Linked DNA regions of Mus musculus: region 2 is linked to region 1. Evidence: chromatin contacts called from public Micro-C data. All regions are on one chromosome and are shown on one strand. Each heading gives the region's core, a stretch centred on a gene start, on an enhancer-like site or on the middle of the called end of the contact. The rest is flanking DNA. Distances are from core to core; before and after follow the strand shown.

Evidence for each region. Hi-C and Micro-C count contacts between places; a contact is called where the count stands out from the background.
Region 2: a contact with region 1 is called in a Micro-C map of embryonic stem cells, with 4 times the contacts expected there. The contact joins the promoter of Jade2 here to the promoter of Rnf130 in region 1.

What each region holds. Positions count from the first base shown.
Region 1 is chr11:50,023,870-50,029,551 of GRCm38.p6, reverse strand. Rnf130 (ring finger protein 130) reads right to left here and starts at 4,221. Exons shown (of 9, transcript NM_021540.4): 1 at 3,905-4,221. The coding sequence starts at 4,151.
Region 2 is chr11:51,854,918-51,860,954 of GRCm38.p6, reverse strand. Jade2 (jade family PHD finger 2) reads left to right here and starts at 3,287. Exons shown (of 13, transcript NM_001357588.2): 1 at 3,287-3,644; 2 at 5,988-6,037. The coding sequence starts at 3,517. It overlaps Gm30110 (a long non-coding RNA gene), which reads right to left and starts at 5,509. Exons shown (of 2, transcript XR_388628.2): 1 at 5,232-5,509; 2 at 4,358-5,034.

The sequences.
Region 1 (5,682 bases), core at 2,972-5,471:
ACAAGGCAATGCTTTTAATCCAAGGACTATTCATTTGTCTTTAATAAAAAGTTACAACTTTTTATTTTAATTTGGCCAATCACTCTATACATCAAGACTTTAGGAATCCTGAGCAAGTCATCCAACATATCTGTTAAACATGTTGTTTTTATCAAAACCACCAGCACAGCAATCAAAGACTGTCACTGTGTAAGGAAGAGCAGGAGGAAAAGGTGAAGGCAGCAATTAAAGAAACATCTGACACTTTGACAGAAACAGAAATAAGAAGGTAGCAGGTTGGGAGCCTGGTAAGGAGAGTGGGTAGTTCTACGTTTTTTTGTAACATTTATATGCTAATAGAAATCAACCAAAGGTGGCAGGGAAAACATGCCATGTAAAATATTGTCTACACTGTAAAGTTCAATACGATGTAACAGCCACAGCCACACTTTCTTCTTGCCTAGCTACTTCATTATTTCAGCACTGTTTTCAAAGCCTCCAGCTTTTCTTGAGTTCTCTTCCTGAATGTTCAGAGTACCCGCTCCCAGGATCATATTGAACTCTTGTCTAGTGTCCTCTGCTATTATCAACTGCAACATGAGATCTCTTTCACCTTCTGTTTATGTCAGTTTCCTTCACTGTTCATGAAAATTCCCAAATCCAACTTCTGATTTGTTAAATGGAGAATCAGGGTTTCAACAGGACTACAATTTCAAACATTAAAAAAAAAAAAAACTAAGATTAAACCTTTTAAAAATTATTTTGCAACTCTACAATCTGCAAGGTATCAGTAAGGTTTACTACTTGGCAAAGCTCTTCTCTATGGTTTTAACACCTCATCCTGAAGTTTCTGTACACAGCATAAAGTGGCCAATGCCAAACTCTTGCTGCCAGCAATCTGCATACATACTAATTACATCACCACCATAGGGCTTTCTCCTTCCCCAACCCCCACTCTGGGCTCAAACAAAAAGCCAGTGTGCATGAACATAAAGCACATTTACAATGTCTGTGCCACACACTAGCTAGGTCTGCTCTGCAAAGGGATTAGGGTGTTCCTAATTCAAAGTTGATCATTGCAGCAAGCAGCCAGAAAGCAGCTATGATCTGTTCAGAAACTTACAACACACCCCTTCAAAACTCCCTTTCTAAAAATGAACATTTGTATCAGGTAACATATAAATGTTAGTCCAGAACAAAGAGCATCTCCACTCAGTGATATATTCTGTTTAATGAAAAATATTTGTTTCAAAGTATACTTGGTTAGGAAGCATTTTCACAAAGTAGAATGGTAGCACTTTTCAAAGTGTACTTTTAAAATAACAACCCTTTAAGGGAAAATAGAGTCAATCAGACCGTTATAAAGATAGGTCAAGTAAGACTCAGTAATTCACACATGCCTAGCTGTGCAACTCATACTGACCTGAGAAGAGCACTGTAAAATCAACAAGGGTTTCTAACTTCACAGATCAAGCCATACATATAGAATTTCATTATGAAAACTCTAAATTTCTTGTGTCTTTTCAAATAGGTATTATTGTTTTTTGTTTTGGGGAAGAGGGTCTCACACCATAGGCCAGGCTGTCCTGGGATGCACTGTGGAGAACCAATCCTCCAGCAATTCCACTGCTGGGATGACAGGTGTCTGCTACCCCACCTAGCTTCTTAAACACAAAGAATTTTACCAGACTTCTACCACAGTCTTCTTTTTAAAATACATTCTTGAGTTTCTTACACACGAGCAGAATGTCACCTTGGAGTTCTTATAAACCCACGGGTGTAGAAACATTTATAGGCAGATGTCCTGGGGAGAGAGCCCCTCCGAATGGGAGCTTCAGAAAGACTCCTCCAACAGCTCTACTCCAGGCTACTGCCTTTCCTTTCTGTCAGCAATTTTAATGGTGCTTGGCAAAGTGGGTTTCAATCAGCACTTGCTGGACTGAAAGACCACATGGGTAAAGGCCATTTGTCCAAAACTTGACCCCTACAGGGTCCCACCATTGACATCCTGAGAAATCCTGACACAATTCTCATGTGGTATGAGCTGGCGAGATGGCTCAGCAGTTAAGAGTGGTTGCTGCTTTTGCAGAGGACATGGGCTTGGTTGTCAGCACCCACAAGATGGCTGTGTAACTCCAATTCCAGCCTCTTCTGGTCTCCGTGGGCTCTACATGGTATACATACATCCAACAAAACATCCATACATAAAATAAGTAATATTTTTTTAAGGACACAATAATGACACCACTTCTTCACAGGAGAGGTGAGTTCTCCATCAGTTAATTTTTTAAAAATAAGAAATGAAGCCACCAGACCAAATTATTTTACCAGTATCAAACAGTGTGTATTTGCAGCAGAGGTCTAATATGCAGCCTTCAACCAGTGACAGGTTAAGATAACTGACTTTTAGCTCCCCAAACCTTTCTGCTGGACTCATACAAGCACTATCCAAAAGGGGACTTAATTTGGGGGTGAAGACAAGCAACAGATAGTGGCACTCAAAACACTTTGGAGTACAGCATCTTAAGTGAGGATGGTGGTCTGGGTTGCCTGGGGAGAACCAAGCCCCAAGAGCAAACCACAGATTTCATAACACTTTACAGCTCTTTCTGCAGAGTAGCTTGCCTCTCTCTTCCTCTTCCTTCCCTTCCACATGACCCTCACGGTTCTTTTCCCCACCAGAAAATAGTGTAGCATTGTTACTGCCATAGTTTGGCAACATTACATGTCCCAACCACAGTGACTGGCACAGAGCAGGCAGCAAATATTTATTGAATGGAGCAAAGAAAAAAAAACTGTTCCTATGGTCAAATAGGGACCTTAAGTACTGCTTCTAACCTAGTGGAATAAGAAATACACTGGTGTAAAAATGACCGTTTAAGAGCCCAGTCTAAGTTGAAGAAAGACAACAGTAAAACCTTATGCCCCAAGCCAGTATGCCTCAACAACAACTGCTTAATATATGTTATACAAATACCGAGCTCAGAGAGCATATTTTAATATTTTAGACTATAAAAGCAAACACTATTGCCTAGATTAGGTCATCTGAACACGAATAGCAATTTTGGTTTTTAATCCTCTCAACATTGTAAGGTGAGAACGGGAGGATATAGAAGATGGGAGACATCTCCCCGAAGTCCAGCCTGCCAAAGTCCCCAAATGTCACACTCCACGGAGAAATGTCCTTTAAAACACGGCCAGTAATTAACAAATACCAGTTTACACCAAATCATTAAGAATTCACAGCCAGCATACACAAAGGGAACGCCAAGGCTAAATCAAATGGCTTCAAAGACGATTCCTGATCATTTTACCTTTTTTCCTTCTGGATGGGCACCCGTGACCAAAGACTTGGCTACTAGTTCAGCTACTCTCACATTCTTTATAATGTGAAAATCTCTAGCGTTTCATGACAGCACAACTATCGGGGCCAGAGAAAACCAAAAGCAACAGGGACCCTCTCCCCTTAGCCACTACTGGGGGGAGAGGGAGGGGGAGGGGGAGTAGATGGGGGGGGGGGCTCTGATCCCTAGAGATTCACTGCAGTGTTAAATCCGTGGGATTTCAGGAACAAACCTACCGATTCCAAAAAACAGGTTAAGCATCTCGTCCACCATGAACTAGTTCTGCGCCCCTGCACCACCTCCTTTGTCTCAACTGTCCCTGAAAACTCGCATTCCAGTGCCCTCCAGTAAACAAGCTAACTAAATGAAAAAGAGGAGGACGTTCTAAGTCTCGCTCTCTTTTAGTTTTAGGGTGAAATGCAGCAGGGTTTCTGGAGCCTCTTTCCTCAGCGGGGAGCAGGCCAGGCTCCACAGCGCGAGGACCTCGAGCCCCCTGGGCCGGCGGCCGAACGGCGCGCAGACCCCCGGCCACGCCGCCCCCGCGACCCCCGCCCGGCTTCGGGCTTCGGCTCCGGCCTCACCTCCGTGGATGGGCAGCGGTGCCAGCACCTGGCCGCGGACCTCGGCCTTGGGTGAGTCGAGCCCGTAGCGCCCGCGGTCGATGCGGAACGTGAGCGGGGTGCCGCGGCCGGGCTCCTGCACCGTCACGTTGATGAGCGCCGTGTAGTACTCCTGGCTCGCGTTGTCCGCTCGCGTCGGCCACAGGCTGCAAGTCAGCAGGGCCAGCGCCGCGAGCCGGGCCGGGCCCGCTCGCGCCGCGCCGCTCATGGTCCCTCCGGCCGCCGCCGCCGCCGCCGCTCGCGGACCGGGCTCCGGGGCCGGTGCTGAGAGGCGGGGCGGGCGCGGCCCGGGCTGCGGCGGGAGCGCGCGCGCGCCTCGAAACGAGCCGGGCACGAGCACGGCCCTCCTCGGCGCCGCGGCTCCGCCGTTCGCCGCCCTCACGTCCGCGGCCCGCGCGCGAGTGCGCGCCCGTGGATCTCTCAGGGGAAGGACGGCGCGTCAGGCCGTGTGCTGTCAGGGCACCTGGAATGCCCAGGGACTAGGCCTGCGGACAGGGCCCCTGAGAGGACTCGGAGTGGTGGGAAGGAGTGGTCCCCACTGCTCGGGGAGGGTCAGCAACGCCGCCTCAGGCGCGTGCCCGCCGCCGCCCCATTCCCTCCAGCAGAGCGGCAACGCGCAAGCCCGATGCGCAAACCCGTCCGCTGCGCGTGCGCAATAGGCGCTGCCTGCTCCCGCCCTCCCGCACGAGGGCCAGGGGCGGTCCAGTCACCTGCTTGCTGGCACTGGGTTCAGTGAACTGCCCCGGGCTTCATACCCCGCTATGACCTGGATCTGTGAAGCTTTCCAAGAACCTATAGAGATGTTGGAGATACCACTAAAAGAAACTAAGCTAATCGTTAAGGTTTTAAATTAAATGTCTGTGAGAGCTAACATTTCCACTGGGTTGGTTGCATGCTGTACAATAATTGACATCAGTCGGGAGAGTGCCTTTGCGTTTGGGGCCCAGTAGACTTGGACCCAATAAGGCATCTGAGTGGTTAGCAAGGTCTGTTAGAGACGGATGTTAACTTCATCAGGTTGGTATGGTCCTCTTCCCCCACTCCCCCCTCCCCGCCCCCAGAATACCCAGAGCCACAGGCCTTCACTTCCTTTTTGTAAAATGGCATAGTACCACGGCATTTAACAAGGACTCTGCTCTGTTTCTTCAGTAATTGGGCCTCTCCTCACTGGGTGAAATGGACCCCAGTACCTATTCTCAGGATGAGACCCCGGAGGTGCCTGCCAAAGAGTCACAGGCTATGTTTGGAGCCTGCATCAGACTATCTCTAATATGAATCTCCTTTCCCCTCCCATTTGTTGGTCTAATCTTCCCTTTGCTAAAAATGTGTATGGTATTAGCAAGGGTTTTTAGTGTGTGGGGTGCTGATGCCCCTGACGAGAAGTGATAGAAGTCCACACACACCTGATACAAAACCAGGGTAGAGGAAGGAGTAAACAACGAAAATAATTTTATGGTTGGGGTCACTACAACATAAAGAACTGTATTAAAGGGTCACAGCATTAGGAAGGTTGAGAACTACTGGTGTAACAGTATATGGGAAATGAGAATGTAGTGTTTAGGGTACTTGGGTGTGGGGGGCTTCCTGGAGGATGTGGGCTGAAGTCTGAATAGAGCCCTCAGATGCCTGTCAGTGAGCTACCCTCATGCCCACCTTGACAGGGCCATTTCTCTATCTCTACCACTTTCTTTGTCTCTTAAACCTCTTTGCCTGTCTCTCTTCCCATTTCTCAGTTCATA
Region 2 (6,037 bases), core at 2,038-4,537, 1.8 Mb before region 1:
TTCTCGCAGAGATCAATCATAATGTGACTAGGTAATAGCATGACTTTTCTCCGGCGTGTAGTAAAAGCAAAGGGTAATGACACCAGTGCCAAGGTCACCTGCACTTAGGTGTCCCCTCACCACTGCGGGCCTTAGAAACTATCGAGTTTCTAAGGCTTTTCTCAAGAGGCTAATGGGCTTTTGTGGGAATGAAGTGGACCAGCTTGCACACGGGGCACAGAAGGAAACACATGCGCAGGAGGTATTCCTTCCCTCATCATCTCTCTAGGTCATTTTACGGTTCCTTGACAAGACATTTTTCCATTCCAGTTCATGGGCTCCCAATGGCCAAGGCAAACAGCTTGTCCTGTCCTCTCCTGCACAGACATCCCACCCCATCCCCCAGGCCAAAGACCAAATCTGTGGGTCACTTTAGACTCTGCCTCTGTGTATTGTGTCTCTACCTTCATGCCGGATTCATGGCTGACAGTTATCGGGACCTTGACCACTGTTTCTGACCAGTTCCTTTCCTAGTCCTCTTTCTGTCCACACTGGAGTTCTTGTATGTATCCTCAAGGGAAAGGCTGAGAGACAGCATTGTCCTCTTGTTCTTGCCTAACGTGGGTTCAATCATAAGCAACAACAGCAAAAAGAAAAGGCAGGGGCTAGCGATGGGGCTCGGTAGTTAGGAACACTTGCTGCACTCCCAAAGGACCTGAGTTCAGGTCTCAATCATACACATTAGGTGGCTCACAAGCATCTGTAACCCCAGCTACAGAAAGCATCCCATGCCTCTGGCCTGCCTCACCTGCCTGCATCCCTATCTGCCCATGTGCAGACACATAATTAAAAATAGGTGCACATACAACTACACATCATTAAAATAATTGGGGAAGAAAAGAGTTTATAAGAAAGAAGACATGAGCAAAGCACTCACGTGAGCTGCACTCTTAGCCTGGTCCTGCCTTACTTAGAGGGAATGTAAATTTACATATTCACATACATGGGTATGCGTGTGCTCATGTGGTCTCTGTAATCTTCTGCTCACCAAGGTGAAAACAGATCCAGAGAGATGTATTCACTGATCTGCCTCACACAGCCTTCTGAGCAGAAAAGCCAGGATTAGAAGCCATTAACCTCTCGGTTGGGCACTCCCAGCCTCCAACACGTGTTAGCAGACATTGACCTTGGCCTGGGAAAATCTTCTCAGTGGACCTCTGAGAACCAGAGTTAGGGCTAACTGTGAGGTGCTGATGAGCCAGCCCTTCCTCTTGCCAGACAGGCCTCTTTTAGACTTTGTGAATGAAGGCCAAAGAAGAGAAGTTCTGCTGGTGGCTTCCTTGAGTTCTCCTGCTGCAGAAAGCTCTTGGTTCCTCATGTCCCTCTTTGTTGCAGAGACAATCTCCCTGTCAGAGGATCTGAGCTGTTTTGAGTTTGTTCATTATTAGATTTATTTCTCCTATAAGCAAATGTGTTCACAACATTCCGTCGGGGAATCTTCTTAATTGTCACATAAATGTCATCTTATGTAAATTGAATATTTATCTTTGCATGCAAGGGGGTTTGGGGGTGGAGGGGAAAGGAAAAATAAACAAACTTCAGTCTTGGAAAGGGAAAGGGATTTGAAACTCATCCACCTGCCTTCAAAAACAAAGGTGAGTTGGGGGGGAAATCATTGGATTATCTTGGAAGGGGTAGAATACATTGGCAAGGGTGAGAAGAGATGCCTTAGGGATGCTGGAGATGAGAGATGCCTTAGGGTTGCAGGGCCAGGCTTCCCCAAACCTCAGTCCAAAGCTAGCCAACCTCCCCAGCTGGAGCATTCCCAGGAGGCAAAAGGTTGCCCCCCACGTGCCTACCCCTCCAGGAGGCCTGCCCTTTTCCTTCCTAGAGAGAAGGTGAGCTCCCCAGGCACAGCGGGTTGGGTGGGTGTGGCCCGCAGCTCAGGGAACCGACCCAAGGCTCCGCCACTGCCGGCTAGCCGCCCGACAGCCCGCCCGCCTGGCGAGCGCAGGCTCTTCTTCCAGAAACTGCGAGGATTGGAGAGCACTGTTTGTGCACCACAAGGTCAAGTCGGGAAGTGGAGTCGGAGGAGGAGGGGCGAGAACGAGAGGGTGGGGAGAGGGGCGCCCCGCTTCTCTGCCAAGTACCAGCCCTGGGAAGTTGCCCCTCGGTTTTTAACCCTTTGCGGCTATAAGATGCACGAGGCAGAAGGAAGGGGGTACCCCGGGGCAAACTCCTCCTGAGGCTAGGACATGTTGCCACCCTGCTAGCCACCCACCCATCACAGTGCGCCTCACCCCCCCTCCGGAAATGCAGGGCAGCACCAGGCGCCAGGAGGCACCCGCGAGGGGGAGGGGGCAACAAGCCCAAGAAGGGACCCCCTCCCCTTAAGGACAGCCCCTCTCTTCCGGAGGTCGCCCACAATTTCAACTTTCCCTGCCTAGGATGCTAGTTTGCATTTGGTGTGGGTGGGGGAGGAGGACCGCGCCCCCTCCCCCAGCCCCTTGCGCGCCCCTCCCCTGCACTCCTGCCAGCACTTTCTGCTCACTTCTGGCGCTGCAAAAAACGCCACGCGATTTATTCGATTTCGATTTTAAAACCAGTGATTCCGAAACCGGGCGGAGGGCGAGGGTCTTCCAGCACCAGAGTCCCTGGGGGTGGGGCGGGCGAGCTGGGTACTCCGTGCAAGCCTCGTTTCCTCCGCGAGTGTCGCCTCCAAGCTGTTATTTGCAAAGAAACGTCTTTTTGACGCAGGGAGAAATGGCAAATTTTAAGTACGTCATTAATATGGCGCCAAAAGATTTTTTTAAGTATAAGCTTGCTTTTTTTTTTTTTTAAAGGTTGTGGGGGGCTCCGCCTGGGTCTGGGGCGCGAAGGGGGCGGGGTGTGAGCAGAAAGTGTGAGTGAGCGAGTGGAGGGGCGGGGTATGTGTGTGAGTGTGTGAAGTGTGAGCCGACCTGATGGGACTTGCACGGGCTCAGCCGGCGCTCGGGCCCGGCCCTGGGGACAGGGCGGGTTGGGGGCGCCCCGGAGTCCACGAGGAGTCCGGGCCCGCGTGCAGGCGGGCGGGTGACCGTGTAGGGCACCCCCCCGGGGGGGCCGCAACGCTACCTGGGACTGTCGCCGGAGCCAAACAACTGGGAAGGGGGGGGGGAACACGACAGGGGGGTGCCGGGAGCGGAGATCCGAGTGAATTAGAAAAAAGTGGCTACTCCCCCTCCCTCTCTTCTTGCCCGCCCCCACCCCACCCCACCCCCACCCCAACACATTTTTTCCCCCTCTAAAGAGATCACAAGGAAGTCTTGGTTTAAAAAGAAACAGAAACATACACAGGGGGTTGGTGAATGGTGCCGACCGCGGCCATCGCAGTTGGAGGCTATTTTTTTGGGGGGTGAGTAGCGTCCATGGAGTTACTTTGCGCCCACTCCTAGTGGCACCAGCTCTGAGCTGGAGGGCTGACCATCTTCCCAGCAGGGGTGCGGGGCTTGGGGGGCGCCGCGGCCCGGTCGCCTCCCTCGCCACGACCCCGGATGGATGCGCGCCCCCCGCCCTCCCGCGCCGGCCCCAGGAGCTCCTGGCTTCGGGAGCATCCTTCCCGCGCCGGCCCCCGCCGCCGCGCGTAGCCGAGGGCAGCGCCCCTCGGGAGGGCACCGCGGAGCAAGGTAAGAGCCAGCCCCCAGCGGATGGGCCCTGCGCATCTCCACGGCATTATTTTGTGGGCTTTTTTTTTTTTTCAACAGATCTGCCAGTGCTCCTCGCTCCCTCTCTCTTGCTCGCTCGCTCCCTCTCTCGCTGGCTGCCTGTTCTAGGAAGCCAGCGCGGGGGGTGGGGGGGGGGGACGCACAGCACTGGGGAGAGAGATTGCGCATGTTGGTCAGCCGTGTTTTAAAGAGTACAGTGCGGGGAGGCTGAGAGGGGCGCATGCAACAACTTTTGGAAGGGTGAGCCTGGCGACCTTCTTTATTAATGACTGCGGCAAAGCGCCCCTGGGCCGGCGAGGGGGCGCGGGCGGGTGGGGGCGCTGGGGCTGCAACTTGCCTCGCGGGCTCCGGCCGGCCCGAGGGGCTGCGGCGCTACCGGGGTGCGGGGTGGGGAGGCTGAGTGGCGGGCACCGGGGCACGGGAAACCTGGAGCTATCTGCCCTTCTGTCTCCCGAGTTTCATTTTGTTGATACGCAGCACGTCCGGGTGCCGAACCGGGCTGAGCCGATGCACATGACCCCGCACTGGGCTCACGTGCAGCCGGTCCAGTCCTAGACACCTTCCGGGGGCCACCGCCTCCGCCCTGCGCCCCCTTTCCAGGCTGGGTGCACGAGGGAGCTGCACGCGGGGGCAGCATGCTCGGTTCTTGGGTTCAGAGGCATTGCACAAATTAGTTTTTTTTTTTTTTCTTCTTAAGGGGCGGGGGACAACGTTCCCAGGTGAGTGCTGGGTGCGCAGTCCAGGCAGCCAGGGTGCATACTGGGGTAGTGGACAGCAGCTCTCCGGTGCTGCGCGGGAGTCCGGTGGGGGAGAGGCACCGCGAGAGTGGAAATGTACCGGCGACGGCCGGAGCGGCGGGTGCGCGCTCGCGGGGCGACGGCAGGGGGCGTGGCCCTTGTTTACCTTCTCCCAACTCTGCTGGTTCGCGTCCCGCTTCAGGGACGACTCTGCAGCTCCCCCCTCTTCCCTCCGCCCTTACTAAAACTCTGGGTGGTACCTAAGAGCAGCAGACAAGTGGAGGGCCCTGCCTGGGACACACGCACCTGACCCCAAAATGAGTGACATTGCAGCCCCCGCCCCCACCAAACATTGCTGCAGTCCTTCTGCCGGATCCCCGGCCCCGCCCCGCCCCCGGCAGTGGCATCTTCCCGGCTCACCTCCTTCCTCCCTCTCCCTCCCTCCTTCCCACCCACTTGCCTGCGCCTGCGGAGCGGCTCTCGCTCGCCCACTCCCCGCCTGGGTGCAGACTTGTGGCTCCCCATGGTCCCTTCCCGCCCATCCCTGGGCTCTGAGACATCCCCTTCTCCGAGCAAGGGGTGATCCTGGGTCAGCTTGGAGACTCGTAGCTTTTCTGCCGGAGGGTGAGGACATCTGCAAAACCGGCTTGGAGGCTTTCCTCTACCTTCCAGAGAGGCCCAGCCAGCTCAGCCCGGTCCCTCTTCTGCACACCTCTGCCCCGCTCAGTACCCCCGCCCCCACCCCGGGCTCAGTTGCCCTTCCCCGAGTCCCCTAGACCCCTCCCCCGCCCCGGGCGTCAAGCCCACCCACCTCCTGGCACCGCCCCCGGCCCGAACCGCCTCTTGCCCTTCCTACGCCTGGGCCGGAGCCCCCCGCAGCCACCTCCGGCTCCTCCTCCCGGCTCCCGCGGTCGGAATCACGCCGGCGCGCCTCCAGCCTGCGTGCCCGTCGCCCGCCGCCAAGGGCAGGCTGGAGGCGCGCAACCCTCTTCTAATCCACTTAGCCGCTGCAGCCGGCCTGTGCACTTTTTAAAAAAAAAAAAAAAAACAGCTTGGCCTCAGGCCTCCTGCTGGGTGGGGGGCGGGGGAAGGGGGCCGGGTGTCTTTATGCCCGAGGGTACATTGCACTGGTTATCCCGGGTCTCTGCAGATTTCCAAACTTCACCCTTGCCCCTAGCACCCCCCCCCCCACCTCATCTGCAGGATTCCGAGGTACAAAGTTTTACCCAGAGGCAGTTTGCAAGAGGTCAATGGGAGGGATTATGGTTGTTCTCAGAGATGTGGCTTAGGGAGGGGCGGGGCCCCCCATTTAGAAATGAAGAGTTCTGAGCCCGGAAGAAGGTTAGGATGCTCCCTTAACATTTATATTTGCAAACAGACCGGAGCTTGGGAGCTGGGTTCTCCTCCCAGAGTGGCACTGTCTCTCCTGTCACTGGTAAAATTCCCAGTAGGACATTTGGCAGAAGATCCTGGCAGAGGTTTGCCAACCGAGCCTGGCCCTGTTTCCTGGGTTCCCAGGGTGCTGACTTCTTTTTCCCCTCGCCTGATTTCTTTTTCCCCCCCTTAGGGCCCCAGGCGAACACACCAGCCCTCCAGGCCCTCCGGTCCCATCTTCCT